Linked DNA regions of Mus musculus: region 2 is linked to region 1. Evidence: chromatin contacts called from public Micro-C data. All regions are on one chromosome and are shown on one strand. Each heading gives the region's core, a stretch centred on a gene start, on an enhancer-like site or on the middle of the called end of the contact. The rest is flanking DNA. Distances are from core to core; before and after follow the strand shown. Region 1 overlaps Ttll5 (tubulin tyrosine ligase-like family, member 5). Region 2 overlaps Ttll5 (tubulin tyrosine ligase-like family, member 5).

Region 1 (5,745 bases), core at 2,168-4,667:
AGTATTCCATCTTAAAAATTTAAATGTAATCAATTCAAGTGAGGTAAAATAAAACATCTGGCCCTGTGTTATTGTGGTCCCGTGTCAAGTACTCATCAGTCAGCTGTGGTTGGTGAATACTGTCCTCCCGAATTTGGGTGTGGAACAAATTTTCTGATAGTAAATATTACTACACCATGAATCATGGAAGAGTTTATATTGGTATCTTAAAGTGCTTATTTCTGCCTATATAGTGAGAATGTGTGTGCACACATGCATGATCAGAGGATAACTTTCAGGAGTTGACCCCTGTGATTGAATTCAGTTGGCTAAGCTCTCTCCTGGCTCTGTTCAATTCATTTGTACATTGTCCATTTGCACATGTATCACGTATATCTTCATTCTAGGTTCCCGTGCTACTGTTTTGTTGGCATACTTTGTTTCTTGACACAGTATATGTAGATGTAGCCTGGGCTTTTCTCAAATTCTACATCCTCCTGCCTCAGCCTCCCACATGCTGGGATATTAGGTGTGTAATACCAGTCACAGCCTCATGCTATTTTTTATTTTTTAATTTTATGTTTGAGTGTTTTTGGCTGTATGTGAGTGTACCATATGTGTGAAGTGCCGGTGTAGGCCAGAAGAGGGCAGGCACTAGTCCCCTGGAATCTGAGTTACAAGCTGTTTTTAGCTACTGTGTGAGTGTTGGGAACCAGTCCCGAATCCTGTCCAGGAGCAGTCAGTGTTCCTAATCATTGAGCAGTCTCTCCAGGTCTGCCTCATGCTATTTTTCTAACTCCCTTAGGGATGTCTCTGTTGTCTAGGGTACCTCTGTGCTATCAGTTGGTTCCTTGTTTTTGTCTGCTCTGTTGCAGCCAGTCTTGGAAGTTTGGGGGTCCTACCATTTCAGGTTGCTTGCTGGGGTACATTTGAGCATTTACAGAAGAAGAAAATTCTGTCCTGTGTAGAGTTGATGTGAAGTTACTGCACAGGTTGAGAAGCAGGAGATTGGCAGTGTGCTAACAGCCAAGGATCAGGTCCTCCCTCTTGTTCTCATGAATATATGGTTCTTCTTGGGCAGTTGGATAGGTTCAGTTTGCATTACAACTCTAGCTTAAGTGTATCTGAGGGAAGAAGCGGGCAGAGAAGGAGAATAGTGCTTCCACTCCTTTCATTAAGCCTTCCGTGGAATGAACGGTGCCCACCCCCATAGGAGATGGTGGTTTGCTTTATTCAGTCCACTAACTTAAATGCTAGGCCCACTTAGAAATAACATCTAACTGTGATGGCCCCATTACATCAACATACAAAGGTTTTTGAGAGGCTAGATTTGTATGTGTTGTTTTCAGTTCTCTAAGCTAATTTCTAATTCACTTTTAAAACCAAAGGTCAAAGAGTATGTCTTTAGGCTGGATCTGGTCCTTAGGGCCCCCCCTAAGTGGACTCTGGGGAGATGGCTTAGGGGTTAAAAATGCTTACAAGCATGAGTTTGTATCCTCAGCAGTCACACAAAACTTGGGCATGGTTGTGTGCTCTTTAAACCCCAACACTGTGTGGGGCATACGAATTATTAGGGCTTCTTGGCTGTGAGCCGAGCTCCAGGTCTTGTGAGAGACCCTGTCTCGATGGACGACTGTGGAAAGTAACAGAGCAAGACACCTGACATTAACCTCTGGCCTCTGGGCACTCACACCTGCTCTCACATGCACATGCATGCTCCCCCCCCCACTCTCTCACTCAATTTGTTTGCTATATCAGATATATGATTTACTATGTATGATAACAAGTATTAAAAATATATAGTCTTTATTCTGCTATATACTAGCTTTTTTAACTATATCAAAATAACTTTTACTATGTAGCAGCTGTTCTACAGCTTCAGGTAGCATTTGCAACTGTACTGTAAGGTAACTAATGTTATTGTCGCCGGGCGTGGTGGCGCACGTCTTTAATCCCAGCACTTGGGAGGCAGAGGGAGGCGGATTTCTGAGTTCGAGGCCAGCCTGGTCTACAGAGTGAGTTCCAGGACAGCCAGGGCTATACAGCAAAACCCTGTCTCGAAAAACCAAAAAACAAAACTAATGTTATTGTCAACTCCATTTTACAGGGGGGGGGGGGGAGTAGAGGCTAGAGAAACCACATAATTCATGAAAGATTGTGGGCAGGAAGTGATATAGCCCTGGCGGTTGTGCTGTGGCACCATCCTCTTATTTCTCTTTCTGTCATCCTCAAGTAAGCCGGCTCCCATTTTCCCCGCACCCTGCTGGTCCTTCCCGGTGGCATGGTGCTGAGGCTCGCACAGAGGTGGGCACCGTTCATGCCTCCAGAGGGAGCTATGTTTGATAACGCTTTGGCTCTTACTGTTTTTAAATTTGAAAATTTATTTTTAGCTTTTGTTGAATAAGGTCTCGCTTTGTCCCTCAGACAGGCTTTGAACTTAAGCGTCTTCTTGCCCTCATCTTTTGTGTGTTGGGGTTCCAGGCCCGAGATACCTGGCAGGCTTGCTTGGCTTTTGCACGTGCAGGAGTGGAGCTGTGAGTGACAGTAGTTGTGATAATTAAAGGATCTAAATTTTTGTTCACTTTCCTAAATCTGTCATAAACATCTTTATGACAAGATAAAGGAGTGGCCTAGCAGATGGGTGTGTAGTTAGTCATTGTCTGTGTGGTGTGAGTCTTTGGCCTTGTTACTGTCTCTCTGTCCCTGAGCTGTTGGAGAAGTAGTGGGATGCTTGCTGCCCTCATTCCATTTAATTTAATTTAATTTTTTTTTTTTTTTTTTTGAGGCAAGCTTACCCCAGACTGACCTTGAATTTGATATGGAGCCGATGACCTTGGGCTTCTGATCCTCCTGCCTGTATCCCAGGTGCTGGGATTACGAATGTGCACCACCATACCATACCCATTTGTGTAGTGCTGGGGAATCTACCCAGGGCTTCATACTTGCTAGTGGTCTACCAACTGCGAGCTACACCGCTGCACTTTCTACAGTCATTAGCTAGATTTCCTGTTTGTGGTGGGCAGATAAATAGTCCCCCAAAGATGACCAGCTCCTCATTCCCATAACCTGTCACTGTGGTGTATTCAAAGGGGAGTGAGGGTATAGGTGGAATTTAGGCTCCCGATCAACCCAGAAGATAAGGAGACAGCCAGGAGGTCCTTGGAGGGAGAGGGAGGAGTGGGAATGGCAGGCAGTGGGAAGGACTAGGCCTGCTGTGGGCTCAGGGTGGCAAAGGATGGTTACAAGCCAGTGGCATGGAGCGCTGTGACAGAAGATCGCCAGGGATGGTTCTCTGGAAGAGCCCCTTGAGTGAGTGAGGCCACGTCTGAGGGACCTGCAGGATTCTTTAGAATGTTTTACCAGCAAATACACTGCCAGTTTAGTCTGAGTGGGACAGCCTTAGGGGAAGGGGAAGCTCTGTGAGAACACCACATGCCCCAGGCAGGGGACCGGATGACACAGCTACTCAGGTGAAGGATTACTCCCAAGGTGGAGCCTCAGGCCCAGGGCAGACCTGTGAGTCACGGAGCCTGGCTCCAAGACCTGGCCACAAATGGAACTTCAATTTGCCAGGTTTCGAATCTATGAACCCATGCCGTGACTTCTTTTTCCTCCTTAAAGTCTCTCCCAGCGTGAACCAATCTCCATGTAGCTGGAGTTCTGTTCATTGTATTTGGGGAGCAAATCATTTGTTGAAGGTTCACTGATAGAGAGCAGTTTTGCCCCAAGGTGAATCATACCGATTTATGATTTAGATGATGAAATTAGGGGCTATCTAGCCGATACATTTGAACGACAGTTTTAGACGTTGGGTTGAGTTGACAGGGATGTTGGGAAGGGTTGAATTTATTACCCAATAAAGAGGAGTGTTAATGTTTAGGGAGCAGAGAGTGGTTACGGTAGGCCCCCGGTGTATCTTAATCTCTGCAGCCTATGGATATAAACCTTTTATGGTAAAGGGGAATTAAAGTGGTTAATTGGTCGACCTTCAAGTAAGAAGATTACCCCGGATTATCCCAGAGTGTCAAGTCTACTGCAACCAAAGGGTTCCTTAACATGGAACAAGAAGCCAACCTGGCCAGAGTGATCCAAGGTGAAAAAAGACTAGACCTGCCGTTGTTGCCTTTGGAAGTCAGAGAGGGAGCATAAGCCACAAAGCACTGAGGGGAGGTGGCCATTGGACGCTGGAAAAGTGAAGGGCCCAGATCCTACCTGGAGTTCCTAGAAGGGGCAGAGCCTGGTGATCACAGCCTTGCTTTAGACGAGTGGGGTCTGTGTTGCCAAGGAGGCTGCAGATTTGGGTTTAAGCTGCCGAGCTTGCTTGTTACAGCAGCAAAAGCCAACTGGCACACCACCTCTCTTGTGCATTCGGATTTCTGTTTCTTTTGTAATTATAATCTACCCCGCTGCTTTCTCACTTTTATGCTAGACTGGCTCAAACTTGTCCTTTGGGGGCCCACTCAAGCTCGTTGTGACATGTTTCCAGTTAATTTTGAACATTTCTGTCTTATGGGGTCTAGCAGGAAGCGTCCCGCCTCCTTGCTTACAGTCTGAACACTGCACTTGACATTCTGCTCTACTTTGGAACAAACACGTAGGACTCTGCCCTGTTTTTAACTTCAACAATACTATAAAGAAAACGTAATGGTTGGGGGCTGCTGGGAAAAGCCTGAGCCGGGCTTTAGAAAAAGTCTGACTTGTCCATGCCCATCTTTGTGATTCAGTTTGCAGAGTACACACCAAGACTTCCAGTGGCTCAAATGTGTCTGTGGGTACAGCTGGGGTTTATGAAGCCTTCGGTATAAATTCATCAGAAACATAGTTGTCTTTGATGATGCGGCTGAGCATTGAGCTATGCACTTGCAGATGTCTGCGTTGCACTCACTCACAGTTGTTCAGGATACAGGCCTTCAAAAACACGGATCTGGAGCCAGGTGTTCAGGCTTGGGCCTGTAATTTCAACACTTGGGAGACTGAGGCAGGATCATCAATTCACTCTAACCTGGGTTGGAGTAAATGTTGTCCTCCAAATAGACAGACAGACAAACAAACACAATAGCCAAAAAAAATTTCCATAGAATTTTTAGCTAAGATTCTCAGTTTGTAGGGGCATATAGAAAGAACTAATGCCGTAGCTCAGAGTAAATGTTCACATGATTACAGATTTTCCTCTCAAACACAGTCCAGGCACAGGTTCTGTCTCCAGGGGCCAGCAGGAAATGTGCACAAGGTCAGGAGGCAGGTGACAAGCTGGATGAAAGCACACACAGGCCTCTTTAAAAGGGGCAGTTGCAGGGCCTTCCTGGCCTCTTCCTATTGGAGAGAGCTCTTATCTAAGATGTGCTGATATTCAGCATTTGTAGACATAGAGGGTTGTCTGGAACAGGGGCTCTTAGTGTTTTAAAATACCTACAGTTCTCAGTCTGGAAAAGCATGGGGGCTTTTTCCCAGAGTGATGATTTTAAGGTGGAAAAATAGACAAATGGATAGAAATGAAATGAATTGTATTGAAATACAGTAATTAAAAAGACAAATGGGGATGAGGGGGCCTGGAGAGATGGCTAAGAGAAGGTCCTGAGTTCAATTCCCAGCAACCACATGGTGGCTCACAACCATCTATAGTGGGATCTGATGATTCCTTCTGGTGTGTCTGAAGACAGCAACAGTGTACTCATATAAATAATAAATAAACAAATAAATAAGTTAGTAAAAGACAAAAAGCTAAATATGGTGGTGCATGCCTGTAACCCTTGATGCAAGAGTGCA
Region 2 (5,729 bases), core at 1,046-3,545, 110 kb after region 1:
CTGGAAATGTCATAAGATAGCACCGATGAAGTCTTCCAATTTGGCTTCCTAAACACAAGCTGAACCAGGATGACACCAGTAGACATGCTGACGTAGAAGGGGAACACTCACAAGGCCTCAGCCCTACACAAAGAGCTACAAGCAGCCAAGATGCTGTGGTAGTTCTGAGTGAAGAATGGGAGGTGGCCCTGGGTTCTATCCCCTTCGTGCTGTGGTTATCTTCCAGTGAATCTTTCCCTAAGGTATAAATCCCCTACACACAGCTTTATGTGAGATTTCTGTGCTGAGTGCAAGGTCCAGATATCCCACTGCCTGCTAGACATTAACTGTCTGGCCAGCACCCAAATATTTGAACATATCTCAGAAGCACACAGAAAGACTCCTGTGCAGTGCATCTCAAAGCTGTTAGTTTTCCTTCTTCCTGTCGTCTCTGCTGTTAGTGGCATTGACACCCGAGAAACCACCTGAGGGTAGAATCTGGCTTATCAGCCGCATCTGTGTCTCCATTCTCTCTACACTACGTTGCTGCCGACTCTTATTCATTCTAACTCCAGTGTTCCTGCTCTGTACCTTGTCTATTTAACTTACATCAACTGTTCTGCTAAAGGCCTTCATTATCTTCCAAGTGGACAGCTACAGGTACCTTTTAAATGATCTGGCAGTGTCCTCCTGCTGTTCCTCATCTTTAAAGACCTCTTGTTATGTTAAATCACATGTCTGATCCTAGTATTTGCTCAAAGAGAATCTTTCTCTTTATGAAACCCAAACTAGTAATGCTACCCATGAACTGACTGAAAGTCTGGCTACAACGTACTAGTACCTGTCTCTGTTCCAGCACACAGGATTTTGCCTAGCTCAGCTAGGATTTCTACCAGTCAGTATGCCTTAGTTTATGCCATCTTCTCTGGAGAAATGATTCCTAGTCACCGCGTCTGATCTGTATATCTGCTAGGGCTGCAGGAATGCCACCTCACTCATTCGCTGTTAGGCTGATTTCCTCTTCATGTTGTGTGTGGACGATCTGTGTCTTTTAACAGACAGTAAGCACCTTAAGTCTCAGTGTCCTGTGATGCCTGAGACCTGACTCCAGGATTGTAAATTTATAATTTATTAATAATTTCCAAAAAGTCCGCATCTCTTCTGACCTTGTACAGACCTTTTCCCATGGTCATTCTTCCCTAAACAACTAAGTATAACAAAGTTATAGCCTTTACGTCATATAAGTAATCTATCAGTAGGTGGTTTTGTGAGAGGATATACAGAGGCTGTATTCAAATGTAATTATATTTTTCGTAAGAAACGTGATCATGGGAGGGGGTATGGGGGACTTTTGGGATAGCATTGGAAATGTAAATGAAGAAAATACCTAATAAATTAAAAAAAAAGAAAAGTGATCATTTGTAGATTTTTGTATCTTCAAGAGGCCCTACGATTAATACTTTAAGGATATGGAGGGACAACTTTATTTAATAAATGTGCTTACTCTTTATTATTGTTGTTGTCGTCATCATCTTCATCATCCAGTGTTGGAGATTGAATGCAGGGTTGTGTGATGCTACTCAAGAACACAACTACTGATCCACATCCCTGGTCCTTCAGTGTGCTCCTTCACTCTACTATAAGATCCTTGAAAATTAAACTATGCAGTTTTTAAACCCACCCACTCTCCCACCCAAGTATCCTCTAAAGTATGCATTCCGGACATAGTGGTTAATAAATAGATGAAGAGCACCTGCCACCACAGCCAGAAGTCTTCCCATTGTGTTCCTGCCTTCAGCCCTTGGCTAGCCACTGTTTAAAGCAGGTGGATGATAGTCATTTCATCTCCTGCCTGTTTGACTGTAAACCACATAATGGCAGTTCTTTCTAACCCACCACTTACTGCGGGACCTTGTACTTTCTAGACCATGTGCTTGCTAAAGGGAAAAGAATTTCTGTATGTTGTTGAATTTTGTATTCTCTTTAACACTAACACTGTTGCTCTTCATTCTTTTTCATTGATTATAGCACACCTGCCCTGCATACCATAGCAGCGACATTCATCACATTTCTACCTTGTCTTACTTAGGCAGTATGTTAACAACACTTTGTGTGCATTATCTCTTCCATTTTAAGACTGAGGAAAGTGCTTTTTCCTGGGTTGTTGGGTTTTTTTTTGTTGTTGTTGTTTTTGTTTTTTTAAGCTCATGATGGTGAAGAAATAGAAGCCAGTAGGACAAGTGGCTCTGTTGATGTCACACAATGGGAAGTCACTGTCCCATGACTCATCTTAGTGGCCTCTGCCTCTTCTTTTAGTCAGGAAGTAGCTCTTTCCTTAGGCTGAAATGACCGAGCATCACACCAGCCCGCTCTGGCGCACCACCACTGCAGAACTATCATATCACTACTCCTTTTCTTAAGTCTGCAGAGACACCAGACTATACCAGAGATATCTGCTTTCATGGTTACAAGCGCTCTCTCTTCCCACATGCAGGGTTTATATCATCAAGGTGATTGGCTACTTATTGAATTAGGCCCTTATCAATCAGATTATTTTGTGGGATGCTCAGTGCTTTTTTTTTTTTTTTTTGGTTGGGGAGGAGAGAGAATCCAGCCTTGTTAATCCCTTGCCAATATGTGTAAGTCTACCTATGGGCTATCAGTGGCACACACCAGTTTGCAAAAACAGAATACATAAATTGGAAATACTACAAAGAGACTTGGCCATTTCCTCAGGGTGGCATCCCTAGAATCTTGACCTGGCAATATAGGTGTATAAGGGTGTTATGTAGCTGGTGAAGCTCAAGAGAGGGAGAGCCAGTTGCCAGGAACCTTCAGCACTAACACAGGAGTGCTTCAGAATTCCCTGCACCTCTCAGCCCCCTTTATAATATGATTAACATCATAACCCTTATCTCTTTGTGATTGGAATATTAACTTGTTCATTTTATCAGCATACAGGAATTAAGAAAGTAACTTAAACTGCCTTACAACATGTGCTTATTGCTTATTGTAGCTAATAGTTTAATGGATACTCATGGAAGGCCTTTGGAGGAGTGTTCAGTGTATAACTGCTTAAGGCTGGCTCTTGTTATGTTCGCCACTCTTTTCCAGTGGAAGCAGCTTCTAAGAAGTGCATGCCTGCTTCTCTGTGTTCTCCTTGAACTAGTCTGGAGCAGATGTGATATGTCATGTTCAAGGATTGCCATTTGTTGTACGAATACACATGAAGCAAGTTAGGGGGAATAAGCCACTACCAGTTGTCCTGCTCCAGACCACTCAGCTCTCCACAGCACTCATCAGATTCACCCATGGTCTCATGGGTCTGTCTGTGTGAACACAGCAGAGAGAGCGCTGTTCTCCAGTGGCGCTGGGGTATTTCTGAGGGCAGCGGGAAGACGGCTCTAGACAACCATGTTTTTTTCAGTCCATGTGATCCCTTTGAGAATCAAATGAAAGGTGTAGCTTTCTCCTGAAAAAAAAAAATGTACATATAGAAACACCTGTGTTCGGTTCCAGAGTGTTCATAGGCATCCCACACAGGCTCCCTCTCGGTATCCATGGATACCAAGGAGACTTGGCCTCCAAGTTTAGAGACCTTGAAAGCTTTGAGGTAGTATGTATCAATTATTATTGATAATTTGGTCCAAATTCAAATCTCTCACTATTATTCATGTGTTCATTCATGCATATTAAAATAGGACTGTGTTAGACTGTCATCTCTATAGAGGCAAGGGTTACTTTCATCCACCTTCCTCCATGTTCAAGAGTGGCAAACCCAGAGTAGGTGCCTGTAAATATTTGTGTGTATTAAAAGAAATCATTTTCTGCAGCACCCCTCTAGATCTTCCTAGAGAAGAAATGTAAGATTTTGAGGAGCATGCCATAGTACAATTGACTGGTGATGGGAATACCACTCCTGCATGCTGTGCCACCATTACTCAGGGTTAAACTGTTACTGACGAAATGTTTGATGGTGAATTTCCATCTCCATCCTGATAAAGCCTAAGGTACATGAAGTGTGCAGACAGCCTGGTGAACCTGAAGTTAGTCACCAAGAGTCACAAATACGATTCTAGCCCTTTGAGTGAGTCTCAGTGCAGGAGAAATCATGCAGTATAGTCATTATGCAGAGAGGGAACAAAACTCTGTGTCAAAGCTGTTATTTCGAGCATCTGAGAGCTTTGCCTGAGCTTTGAGAGCAGGCATTCATCTTCTGTAAAATGATGTGAGGCAGCAGCCAGAGCGGCACCCGGCTTTTACTCCAGCCCCTGCTTGCTCTCCTCTAACCCCAAAGCAGCCTCTCCCTGTGGCCTGTGCAGAAGAGGTGATATGGAACCTTATACGTGCTAGCCTTCTAGTGGCATCTGCCACTCCACTACTCACTACTTTGGGGGACAGGGGGTAGGTGGTAGTGTGACCTCTCTCTCTATTGGAGTCCTGACCATCCTAGAACTTGACATGTAGATCTGGCTGGTGGCTGGCCTGCACTTCACAGAGAACCGTCTGCCTCTGCCTCCTGAGTACTGGGATCGAAGGTGTGTGCCACCCTTTAGCTTTCCTTTTTAAATGGTAGGAAGCTCCATCTCGCCTCACCATCACTTTGGGAAACATGAACGGTAGATACATGGACTTCTGAAAGCTTTCTTTGTCAGATTACAAACCCAGTTCCAAGGCCTGCCTGAGTGCAAGGGACTTAATTACTGTAACTGTCTGTAACCATTAACCTTTTCAACTCATCCCAGAAAACAGCTCTCCGTTTGCCTGCCCTCAGCACAATTCTCTTACAGTGTGGCTTGGGTGGGGCTCCCAGAAGGTTCCTTTTGTCTCTAGAGCAAGGTTGATTCTTCCCAAGGTATTGTCTGTCTCTGGCTGTCTTCCATCGCCCTGCCCTTCACCAAGTCAGATGTGTGTCGCAGACATTTCTTCCTGCTTCTCTGCTGTTCTCCGTTTTGTTGTCCTCTTCTTAGGCAGCACGTAGGCCTTATTTGAATTGTCTTAGTATTGCCATGTTTTGGAGATCTCAAATACTGTTTTATCTGGAGTTTTAAATGGTCAAATCCTATGTGGCTTGAGGGTCGGCAGAAGCCATGTTTCTCTTTGGCCCTTCCCATTCTTCCCATGGCCTCACTTCTCATAGATAATCTAGTGATTCTTTGTTGAGTTTTATTTGAGGTATAAAGTTCTTTTGAGCATGCAGGACTGTGTGCAACGTCAGCCAGGGAGATGGAGTTAGGTCTGTCCCCAAGCAGCCCTTTTGCATGCTGTGAGAGTATGTATCTGAGTGGCTGGGGTTGTTTTGTGGGAATCCATCAGGGCAGTTCCGAGGTATTTTAACTATAGTACTGGCATCTGTGCCACCTTTAGCAAACAGCAGTAAGAAGCAGTAACACTTGGGAGGCCAGGCACCGGAAACTGGCCGCCTCCTCTGTTTCTCCCACCCTCTTCCCAATCCATCACCTGTATTATTCCTGCTGTAATTTAAACACCTGTCTAGATGGAATGCATGCAATGTGTCCTTACCCCACACATTCAGATGTTTGCTCACCTGCCTTATTCGGAAGGCTGACTCTAAAATAAATAGTGTTTGGTACTAAAAGGAGAAACTGGCTGAGGTCACCGTGGCAGTGGCCGTGAGGCAGGGAATGGTATAGAACATCTGGATTAGCTGCTGCAAGAGTGGGAGCTGAGGAGGAGGGAAGGAGCAAGGGAGAAACATCTGCCAAGCAGGCCCCAAGGCTCAGATGGAG

What was found. A called contact is a pair of places that touch in the nucleus more often than the background predicts.
Region 2: a contact with region 1 is called in a Micro-C map of trophoblast stem cells, with 2.6 times the contacts expected there. The contact joins two enhancer-like sites. A contact is called at or near these places in 1 of 15 datasets of contacts at CTCF or cohesin (the NIH/3T3 cell line), 11 of 484 Hi-C or Micro-C datasets (the AML12 cell line, Th1 cells, beige adipocytes and 7 more), 1 of 115 datasets of contacts at active chromatin or transcription factors (effector CD8 T cells) and 4 of 9 other capture datasets (adipose tissue, embryonic stem cells, liver and 1 more).

Annotation. Positions count from the first base shown.
Region 1 is chr12:85,837,339-85,843,083 of GRCm38.p6, forward strand. The region is part of intron 3 of Ttll5 (tubulin tyrosine ligase-like family, member 5); the gene reads left to right. Among named protein-coding and RNA genes, the nearest start is that of Ttll5, 15 kb to the left of the region's middle. Within about 2 kb of position 3,418, at least 31 of the 459 cell types and tissues checked have an H3K27ac peak or open chromatin away from gene starts, as enhancers often do. A contact at or near this core is called in trophoblast stem cells, where this site is marked.
Region 2 is chr12:85,945,071-85,950,799 of GRCm38.p6, forward strand. The region is part of intron 28 of Ttll5 (tubulin tyrosine ligase-like family, member 5); the gene reads left to right. Among named protein-coding and RNA genes, the nearest start is that of Gm51989, 49 kb to the right of the region's middle. Within about 2 kb of position 2,296, at least 9 of the 459 cell types and tissues checked have an H3K27ac peak or open chromatin away from gene starts, as enhancers often do. A contact at or near this core is called in trophoblast stem cells, where this site is marked.